3 separate regions of the Mus musculus genome follow, and regions 1 and 2 are each linked to region 3. Evidence: chromatin contacts called from public ChIA-PET data. All regions are on one chromosome and are shown on one strand. The core of a region is the stretch at or near the end of the contact, and the rest is flanking DNA. Distances in the headings are between cores, read along the strand shown.

The links. ChIA-PET counts read pairs in DNA pulled down with a chosen protein or histone mark.
Region 1: an RNA polymerase II ChIA-PET map of memory CD8 T cells shows a contact between it and region 3, with 6 times the contacts expected there. The contact joins two enhancer-like sites. A contact is called at or near these places in 1 of 15 datasets of contacts at CTCF or cohesin (large pre-B cells), 5 of 484 Hi-C or Micro-C datasets (CD4 T cells, Th1 cells, bone marrow-derived macrophages and 2 more), 6 of 115 datasets of contacts at active chromatin or transcription factors (embryonic forebrain, embryonic stem cells, memory CD8 T cells and 2 more) and 3 of 9 other capture datasets (adipose tissue, embryonic stem cells and liver).
Region 2: a contact with region 3 is called in an RNA polymerase II ChIA-PET map of memory CD8 T cells, with 28 read pairs. The contact joins two enhancer-like sites. A contact is called at or near these places in 1 of 15 datasets of contacts at CTCF or cohesin (large pre-B cells), 1 of 484 Hi-C or Micro-C datasets (bone marrow-derived macrophages) and 5 of 115 datasets of contacts at active chromatin or transcription factors (bone marrow-derived macrophages, double positive thymocytes, embryonic stem cells and 2 more).

What each region holds. Positions count from the first base shown.
Region 1 is chr7:64,216,502-64,219,201 of GRCm38.p6, reverse strand. Trpm1 (transient receptor potential cation channel, subfamily M, member 1) reads right to left here. Exons shown (of 27, transcript NM_001039104.2): 11 at 1,542-1,712; 12 at 1-94. Among named protein-coding and RNA genes, the nearest start is that of Mir211, 12 kb to the right of the region's middle. Within about 2 kb of position 1,316, at least 11 of the 459 cell types and tissues checked have an H3K27ac peak or open chromatin away from gene starts, as enhancers often do. A contact at or near this core is called in bone marrow-derived macrophages and memory CD8 T cells, where this site is marked.
Region 2 is chr7:64,100,514-64,103,278 of GRCm38.p6, reverse strand. No RefSeq gene overlaps it. Among named protein-coding and RNA genes, the nearest start is that of Gm45988, 29 kb to the left of the region's middle. Within about 2 kb of position 1,443, at least 25 of the 459 cell types and tissues checked have an H3K27ac peak or open chromatin away from gene starts, as enhancers often do. A contact at or near this core is called in memory CD8 T cells, where this site is marked.
Region 3 is chr7:63,754,012-63,756,711 of GRCm38.p6, reverse strand. It overlaps Otud7a (OTU domain containing 7A), which reads right to left. Exons shown (of 14, transcript NM_130880.1): 12 at 1,966-2,080; 13 at 1,712-1,796. Among named protein-coding and RNA genes, the nearest start is that of Gm39023, 97 kb to the left of the region's middle. Within about 2 kb of position 1,256, at least 90 of the 459 cell types and tissues checked have an H3K27ac peak or open chromatin away from gene starts, as enhancers often do. A contact at or near this core is called in bone marrow-derived macrophages and memory CD8 T cells, where this site is marked.

The sequences.
Region 1 (2,700 bases), core at 67-2,566, 460 kb before region 3:
GCTGCATGTTCACTCCGTTTTCAATCAGGAGCTTTACAAAGTCCACCCGATCTAGGACAAGAGCATCCAGCATGGCTTGCTCCAGGGCATTCACCTGCAGGAAATCCAGAAGGGAGACCATGAGTGGCCTCCCAGAAGACTCCAGGCATGAGACCTTAGGACATCCCATGGAAAGTTCCGGAATGTTTTGATATTTTGTTTGTTTGCTTTGTGCACGTGCGTGCATGCATGTGTGTGTTGGGGGCATGTTTTGTTAACCTGGTGCTGGAAATTGAGCCCATGGCCTCACATATGACTGTCAAGAGCTGCACTAAGGGCCTGCACGACAGTCTGTGGTTCCCAAGGTTGTTTCCTTTGAATAACCATGCCTTAACCTTCTCCCCTCTGCTTTCAGTTTGGTCCCCTCATGCTCTGTCAAAGTTTGTAAGGGATTCTATCTTTTAAAAATGAGTCAAAGAGCCAGGCGTGGTGGCGCACACCTTTAATCCCAGCACTTGGGAGGCAGAGGCAGGCGAATTTCTGAGTTTGAGGCCAACATGGTCTACAGAGTGAGTTCCAGGACAGCCAGGGCTACACAGAGAAACCCTGTCTCGAAAAACAAAACAAAACAAAACAAAACAAAACAAAACAAAACAAAACGACAACAACAAAAAGAGTCAAAGAGGCCATGGAGTTGGCTCAGAAGTTACAAGCACTTCTTGTGCTTGAGGAGGACCCAGGTTCAATTCTCAGGGCTAACATGTTAGTTCACAACCTCCCTGCTAACTCCCATCCCAGGGGACCCAGTGCCTTTTTTTGACTTCTGTAGGGATTAGGTGTATGTACATGGTGGTGCACATACACATATGCAGGCAAAATACTTACACATGTAAAATAGTAAAAATGAATCTAAACAAATTTCTAATGAATTAAAGATAGCCATCCCAGCGTTTGCCCTGCTAAGTTTCTCTCTGCTGTTTCCTTGACTGGGGAGCATTTTTGGCAGTGGTCAGACCATGTGGGCATGTCATAGTCCACTAGGGTGCCGTTGGGTGAGTGATGACCACACGCTCCTATTTATGGAACCAAGGTACCACTCTGAAAGGAAGTTCTGGTCATTTACTCAGTAGTAGCTCTCTCTGCTTGGCAGACATGCAGACATTTGGGGCAGGAAAATATGGGAAACAAACCACATATTTAGAATTCATGCCACAAAACCCTTTTGAAGTGGTAGTGTAGAAAGGAGTGATAGGTGGTTAGCAGTAGCTAGCCTCCGGCTTGGGAGGCTGGAGCCATCATGCATGTTTTCCAGGTCTCCCTCTGCAGTGGCAAGCATATGCCACAGGGACAACCACTCCTCCTTACGAAACAGCTGTGACCACCGACGGCTACATTGAAGTGAACACACTATTGCCATGAAGTATTGACATTAACCCATCTGTCCCCCATCCCGGCAGGGATGAAGCAAAGGTAACAAGGGAGTCTCTTCCGGAGAACTTGGGGAATGCCAGTCCAGAACTCTGAAGACACACGGGCAAGGACACGAGCACGTGAGCACACACCCAGTTGAGCAGCTCAAGCTTCCGGGGGTCCGTCTCTTCCTCCACTTCCTCTTTCACTTTGCCTTTCTTCTTGCCTTTTCCTTTTCCTCTCCCCTTGGTGGTGGCTGTGGGTGGCTTCTTTTCCTTCTCTGTGGCTTTGGTGTCCACAGGAGGGGCCAGGCTTCCCAGTGGCTGCAATCCACAACAAGCATATTGGGAAAAGGTACCAAGACCACCCCCCACTCATTTTAAGATATGCACAGGGACACCCTGAACTCTATGTGCATGTGTGCATACACACACACACACACACACACACACACACACACACACGAATAGTACAGATGCACGTACACATTGTAAGGTACACATTCCTATTCCTGCAAACAATGCCTCAGTGTGCACGTGGTGAAGTTATGCATCCATGGTTAATGCTATGAACATATACATAAGTATTCACACATGCACACACCCAAGACACATATGCACCAGCACACACAGGCATACACACATGTACACACACAGTCAACTGTGGCCTGGCAGTCTGATGAAGAAGATCTTGATACTGTGAACCACTGTTCCTGATGGGCACAAAGAGTTAGTTGGCCTAATATGTATATTTGAAGCAAATAACATATTGATTGATGGGTATATTTTAAGGAAAGGATGCTGAAACACAAACTAAAAGGTACCAGAGGTGTGCTGATAGTCCTCTAATGATGGGAGAATGTGACTGTGAATGGGTCAGAGGCAAAAGATATAATGCAAGTTGCTATTTCGGGAGAAATGTGAGCTAGAGATTATTATGGCTAAAACAGCTCTGGCAGGTACCTTAGAGCTGTGTAATGTGGTGGTGGATGGAGGCTTCAGGAGCCCATAGAGTATAGTGATAGATGGAGACTTCAGGGACATATGCATGTGGTGATGGATGGAGGCTTCAGGGGCACATGCATGTGATGATGGATGGAGACTTCAGGGACACATGCATGTGGTGATGGATGGAGACTTCAGGGACACATGCATGTGGTGATGAATGGAGACTTCAAGGGCACATGCATGTGGTGATGGATAGAAGGAGGTTTCAGGAACACATGCATGTGGTGATGGATAGAGGCTTCAGGGACACATGTGGTGATGGATGGAGACTTCAAGGACACATGCATTTGGTGATGGATAGAGG
Region 2 (2,765 bases), core at 194-2,693, 350 kb before region 3:
CAATAGAATAATTTCAGAGCCAATTGATAATGATAAAAGCTTTATACCAATTATTCTAACCTTATTATATCATAACTGTGGCTGGTTCAAGCCACGCTGGTTCATATCTGCCTCCATTCTCCTTTCTCCTCCTCTGAGAGCTCTCCGTCTCTGCTACTATTAGCTCCACCTCCCTTTTCCCTGTCCAATCACAGGCCTCCTCAGCAGTAACGTAATTGGACAGGGAAAATCCTGCAATAAGGGATGGCTTAGGCACTGGGTGTAGCAGACTCGAGAGAGGCCATGTATGTTATAAATGTAGGAACATAAGCTGCTCAACACGGTTGGAGCCCTGGTGATGACACTGTGCCCTGAATGTCAGACATGAGGCTGTAGGATTTGATCTTCTGGAGTTTGGTCTTATGTTGGTTCTTTCTTTCTTGTTATCGTCCTCTCTGGAATGGGAACTCTCTTCTGTGCCTATACCACAGCGTGCATGTGAAGTCAGAGGACAACTTGCTGGAGTCAGTTCTTTTCACGTGGGTTCTGAAAATCAAACTCTGGTTTGGGAGCTTGGCAGCCAAAGCCATTACTCCTGGCGCCATCTTGCAGGCCTGAATTTAGCTTACGGTTTTGAAGGGATATAGTCCACCATGATGAAAGCATGGCTACCTACAGTAGGGTGGGTACCTAGAACCCTTGTAACCGTAGTCGGGAAGCAGAGAGAGGACAGAAAGTGTGGCCAGGCTATAAAAACCTCAAGATTCACTGTAACTCATTTCCTGCAGTGAAGCCCCACCATCTACAATAGACAACCTTCCAAAACAGCACCACCATCTGTATTCATGACTCTGTGGGGAATGTTCAATATTCAAATCACAACAGAGACCAGTACAACCGCACAAAAGTAACCAACGCAATCAGCAAAGCCATCAACGGCAGCAGAAATGTAGGCGAGCTGATCAGAGACCCTGCTGGTGATCAGCACCCTGTGGAAGGGCTTTCCTTCCCCAGCAAGTCCAAGGACACCGCCCCACCTCTCATTTCATGGCATGGGAGATGCCCTGAAAGAACAGAGGTGGCCTGCATCGGCAAAGAGGATTTCACCTTGTCAAGAGCTCATCCCAGGAAACATCTTTGTCCCTCCAGGACTGTGACACCAGATAGTGAACAGTGCAGTCAAGATAAACGCAGCCACAAAACAAGTGTTCCTTCCCTGCACAAGTGCAGAGCCCAGGAAGAACACTTGGCCTCTTAAGGCTGGACAGTTCTTCCTTCTAGAAACAACAGCTGGGGCTGAAAAGGGTCTTTCTGAGTTCTCAAGCAGCACCCAAAGGAACCCATGGGAGAGCAAGACACATGAGAAAAACAAAAACAAAAACAGGCAAACAGACACAGCACCACAAAGGCTCTGAAAATCAGATGTCAGGCAACCGCAGCCCACAAAGCAGGTCACACCTGCACTGCTGAACCTAACAGCATAACTACAAATAGAGAAAAGTTAGGTGTGGTCTGGGTTGTCCTCAGAGAAGAGTCAGCCTTTCACACTACAATGACAAAAACATCCAGCATACTAAGAACCAAGAACACTGAAATTTGGAAAAAAGAGTAATCAACTATAGCACTGAGAAGAAAGAATCAGGTCTTAGAATTATTTAATAGAAACATTTTAAGCAGTCATGATCAAAACTGATTCAGTAATTAATTGCAAACGAAACCTCAACAAGGAAACAGGAATTATAAAAATAACCAAGTGCTAATTACAAAACTGAAAAGCTACTGCAAAAGGGATAACAATCCACTCAAGGAACTTATGTGAAAATGCAAATGGACTAATGAAATTTACTCAGTTTGAGCAATGAGGGAAAAAAATAGCCTGGGAAGATAAACAAAGTCTTTGCAACTAGTTGTGAATAAAACAAAAAAACACAGCGTTGTGAGTCTTAGGAGACAGCTCTGATAGCATAAGATGGGAGTCCCATCTCCAGGACCCACATTTAAAAAGTCAGGAGTGGTAATGAGTGCTTGTAATCCCAGCTCCAAGAGGCAGAAACAGGAGCATATAGACAATCTAGCCTATTGGCAAGTTCCAGACTAGTACAAGAAAAAATGACAGTTGAGGCAGACCTCTGGCCTTCATACACTTACTTGTGCAGACACACACGCTTTGGAATGTGGTGTTGGCACAATGGAGCATACCTACATAATAAAACACAGCACCGCGAAGACAAAATGAGTCACTATGATGTTATATCATTATGGCAACAGATGGATCACTGTGATGGCCAAATGGAGTGCTGTGATATTACAAATCAGCAGATGATTACACTGGAGAACATTATGACATCACAACATTGGCTTTGTGATGACACCATGAAGTATCATTATGACACAATGAAAGATCATGATGTCACCACTGAGCTTGGTGATACCACACTCCTGCATTTCCATGGCACAGTGGAGCACTCTGTTAAAACAATGGAGCATTGTGATGTCACTGTGTCCTACTGTGATAGCAAATGGAGTTGTGTGCAAAATTGTAATGGTGCACGGGAGTATAGCGATGGCACTGGGAGCATTTGTGTACCACAATGGGTCACTGTGGCATCACAATATACTATAGTGATGAAACAATAAGACATTGTAATGAAACGGCACAGCACTACAATGGCAGTTTGCAGCATTTTGAGTCAAGATGGAATGTTGAGATGTCACAATGAAGCCCTTCGATGGTTCATTGTGATTTATGACATATTAGCACAATAACAAGCATTGTGGTGGCTCAC
Region 3 (2,700 bases), core at 7-2,506:
CCCTTTATCCAGCTATGACATGCTACTTCAGGAGTTCCCTTCTCTAACTACAAATGGAATGCTAAGCTGAAAAGGATGCTGGAAATGGCTTCCAGTGAGGATGTGGGGTCTTGTGGGATGGCACTAGTGAAGGAATGCCATGGACAATAACCTGGACGACACTACCTGGGGGCAGCCAGTGAGGGCGAGACCATGCAGAGCATGGCTAGGCCAATCTCTGGGATAGGTGGCAAGCCTGAGAAGGCTATGAGAGGAGGTCATGCTGGGTAGGCAGCTGCCATAAGTTCTCCAAAGAGGGACCTTCCTGTGAGGAGAGTCATTGGAAAGACAGCATCTCTCCAGCCTGCATCTGGGTGTGTCAGGAACTAGTACATGCCTGGGCAGGCCTTTTCTGGTCTTTAGAAGAGAAGGGAGAAGCCATTGCTCCTCACTTTATTCTTTTCCTCTGCTCAAGCAGGTTCCAGAAGGATGAGCTGCTGTGGCTAGGTCAGTAGAAGCAAGGCTGGCAGACCTGTGCTGACCACCACCCAGGCAGAAATCCCTCCTTTCACTTGAGTTTGGAGAGAGTTGAGTTTTAGGTTGGCTTGCCGGGGATGGTAAAGAGTGTCAGCTTCAAGGTTGAAACAGGGAAAGGGGCCCCAGTAAGAGAGGGGCCTTGGCTGTGTGCCCTTTAGCAGTGGGGTTGTCTGCTGAGCTTTGTACTTGATATGGAGGTCACCAAGGTCTGGCCATGCATCCTGCTCTTTGTAGGGAAAAGATGTGCTCAGCTGGAAGGTACTGATTATGGATCTAGGGCTGCTGCCATTGCATACCACGTAGGTGCTACAGAGCATCATCCTGGGGCACAGTGGCACCTTCCAGCATGAGAGAGGCAAGATTCTGTCACTGACTGGCTGTCTCTTGTGCCCCAAGAACATGGCGAATCAGAGCCACGTGGGGGCGCCCTACTTGGATGATGTCCAGGCGAAGCGGAAGTGAGCAATCAGAACAGTGGGGCAGGAGCCATTCAGCGGGATGTCTCCTTTCAGTACTTTGAATCCGCTGGATACATAAGTAAACGGATGTCAGGGAGGACCAATTATTTGCAAGCAATTTTCACAAATCCCTTCCCTTGGGAGTTCCCTCCCAAGATTATGAAAACATCAGTCACAAACTTAAAAAGAATCTCTCAGCATCTGCAAGCAGGGGCAACCCCCATCCCACCCCCGGGATGGGTCCGCGTCTCTCCGCCTTCTGCTAGCTCCACCGGAGGCCACCTCCGCCTCAGGGAGGGGAAGGGCGCGCGCTGAGGACTAGCGCTGTTGGTTCCCTAGATTTTCTAAGGATCCACACACAGTTATAATTAATTCCGCTCTGCCGCGGCACATTTTGTTCCGATCTCTGCAGAGATAGTTTTGTGTTTTGACTTGCCTACGGTTTGCTTTGTGAGTGGGTGTGTTTATTCTTCTCCTGCTGTGTAAAATAAGAGGTGGAGGGGGGTGGGGGAGAGGGAGGGCCCCTAATACGCGCCCGCCTCCCACCGGGAGGAAGTGTTTGGACTAGGAATCAGTAGCTGGGTCCGGTTCTGGGGCATGAAGGTGTGGGACCTCCCCAAGGCGTGGAGCCGAGCGCTGCGCTGCGTGGAGACTTTGGGGAGGCACAGCATTGCCCGCACCGCACAGAGCGGCTGCTGCCCGGTCACTGGGTGGGGCTTCGTGCACTCGAGGCTCACCCGGGTCTCGGAGGGGATGCGGATCCACGTCACATTCATGTAGCTGTGTAGAAGGTTCAGCTTGGCTTCTAGGGACAGGATGAGGCTGACAAAAGAACACCCAGTGAGAAGCTCCGGAGGTGGCAGGAGCTCACTCGCCTGCGCGTGCAATCCTCTCCCTGCCCTTTAGTCCCCCAAATCCCAACAGGAGTCCTGTCACCACCACTCTCCCGCAGGGTGTTGGGGTCCGGACTGGACTGCGGGGCAGGTCTTACTTGGCTAACCGGGCATTGTCGTTGTCATCTTTCCCCCATTCCCAGTCCTTTCCCGGGTCCACAGCAAAGTGCAAGGGCAGCAGCTTGTGTTCCGAATCCGTCAGAGGGATCACAGCTGAAACAGAAGAGAGAGGCATGGTGACAGGCACCTCATCTGCCTGCCAGGAGGCTGGAGGCACCAGCAGAGTTCAGAGCTCAGAAATTCAAAAATAGCTGTCCCAGGGCAGGTAACCTAATGGAGACAGAAGGTAGACTCAGAACTTGCATACCACGAATGTTAAGACTATAGGTTTCAAACTTGTTTCTATTATGTAGGCGAAGAGCAAGCAGGTGGAGGCATCACCTGGACTGACAGGGTCTCTTTCTGTTAGAGGGCAGGCATCTCTCTGCTGTCAGGATGAGAAAAAGCTATGGGTGCTTTTGCTATTTCCGAAGAAAAACCCAGATGGGTGTGGTGAACCACGGAAGGCCACTTTTGGATGACCTGCTCCTTGCCTCCATTTCATCTCAGAGAAGGGCAGAATTTGCAAGTTGGGAGAGGTGTGAGCTGAGCTCTGCTGAGGCAAGACTGGAGGTGGGGGCTGCACCCCCCGCCCCCACCAGGGAGCTCATCTGCATAGGACCAGGCAGCAGGCTCCTACAGAAAGCATCTAGTGACAAGTCCAGGAGAGGCAGTGTTGGCCTACAGCCCCTTTAAAAGGGGAGCAGAGAGGGAGCCTTCTGTGGCGGTGGTGA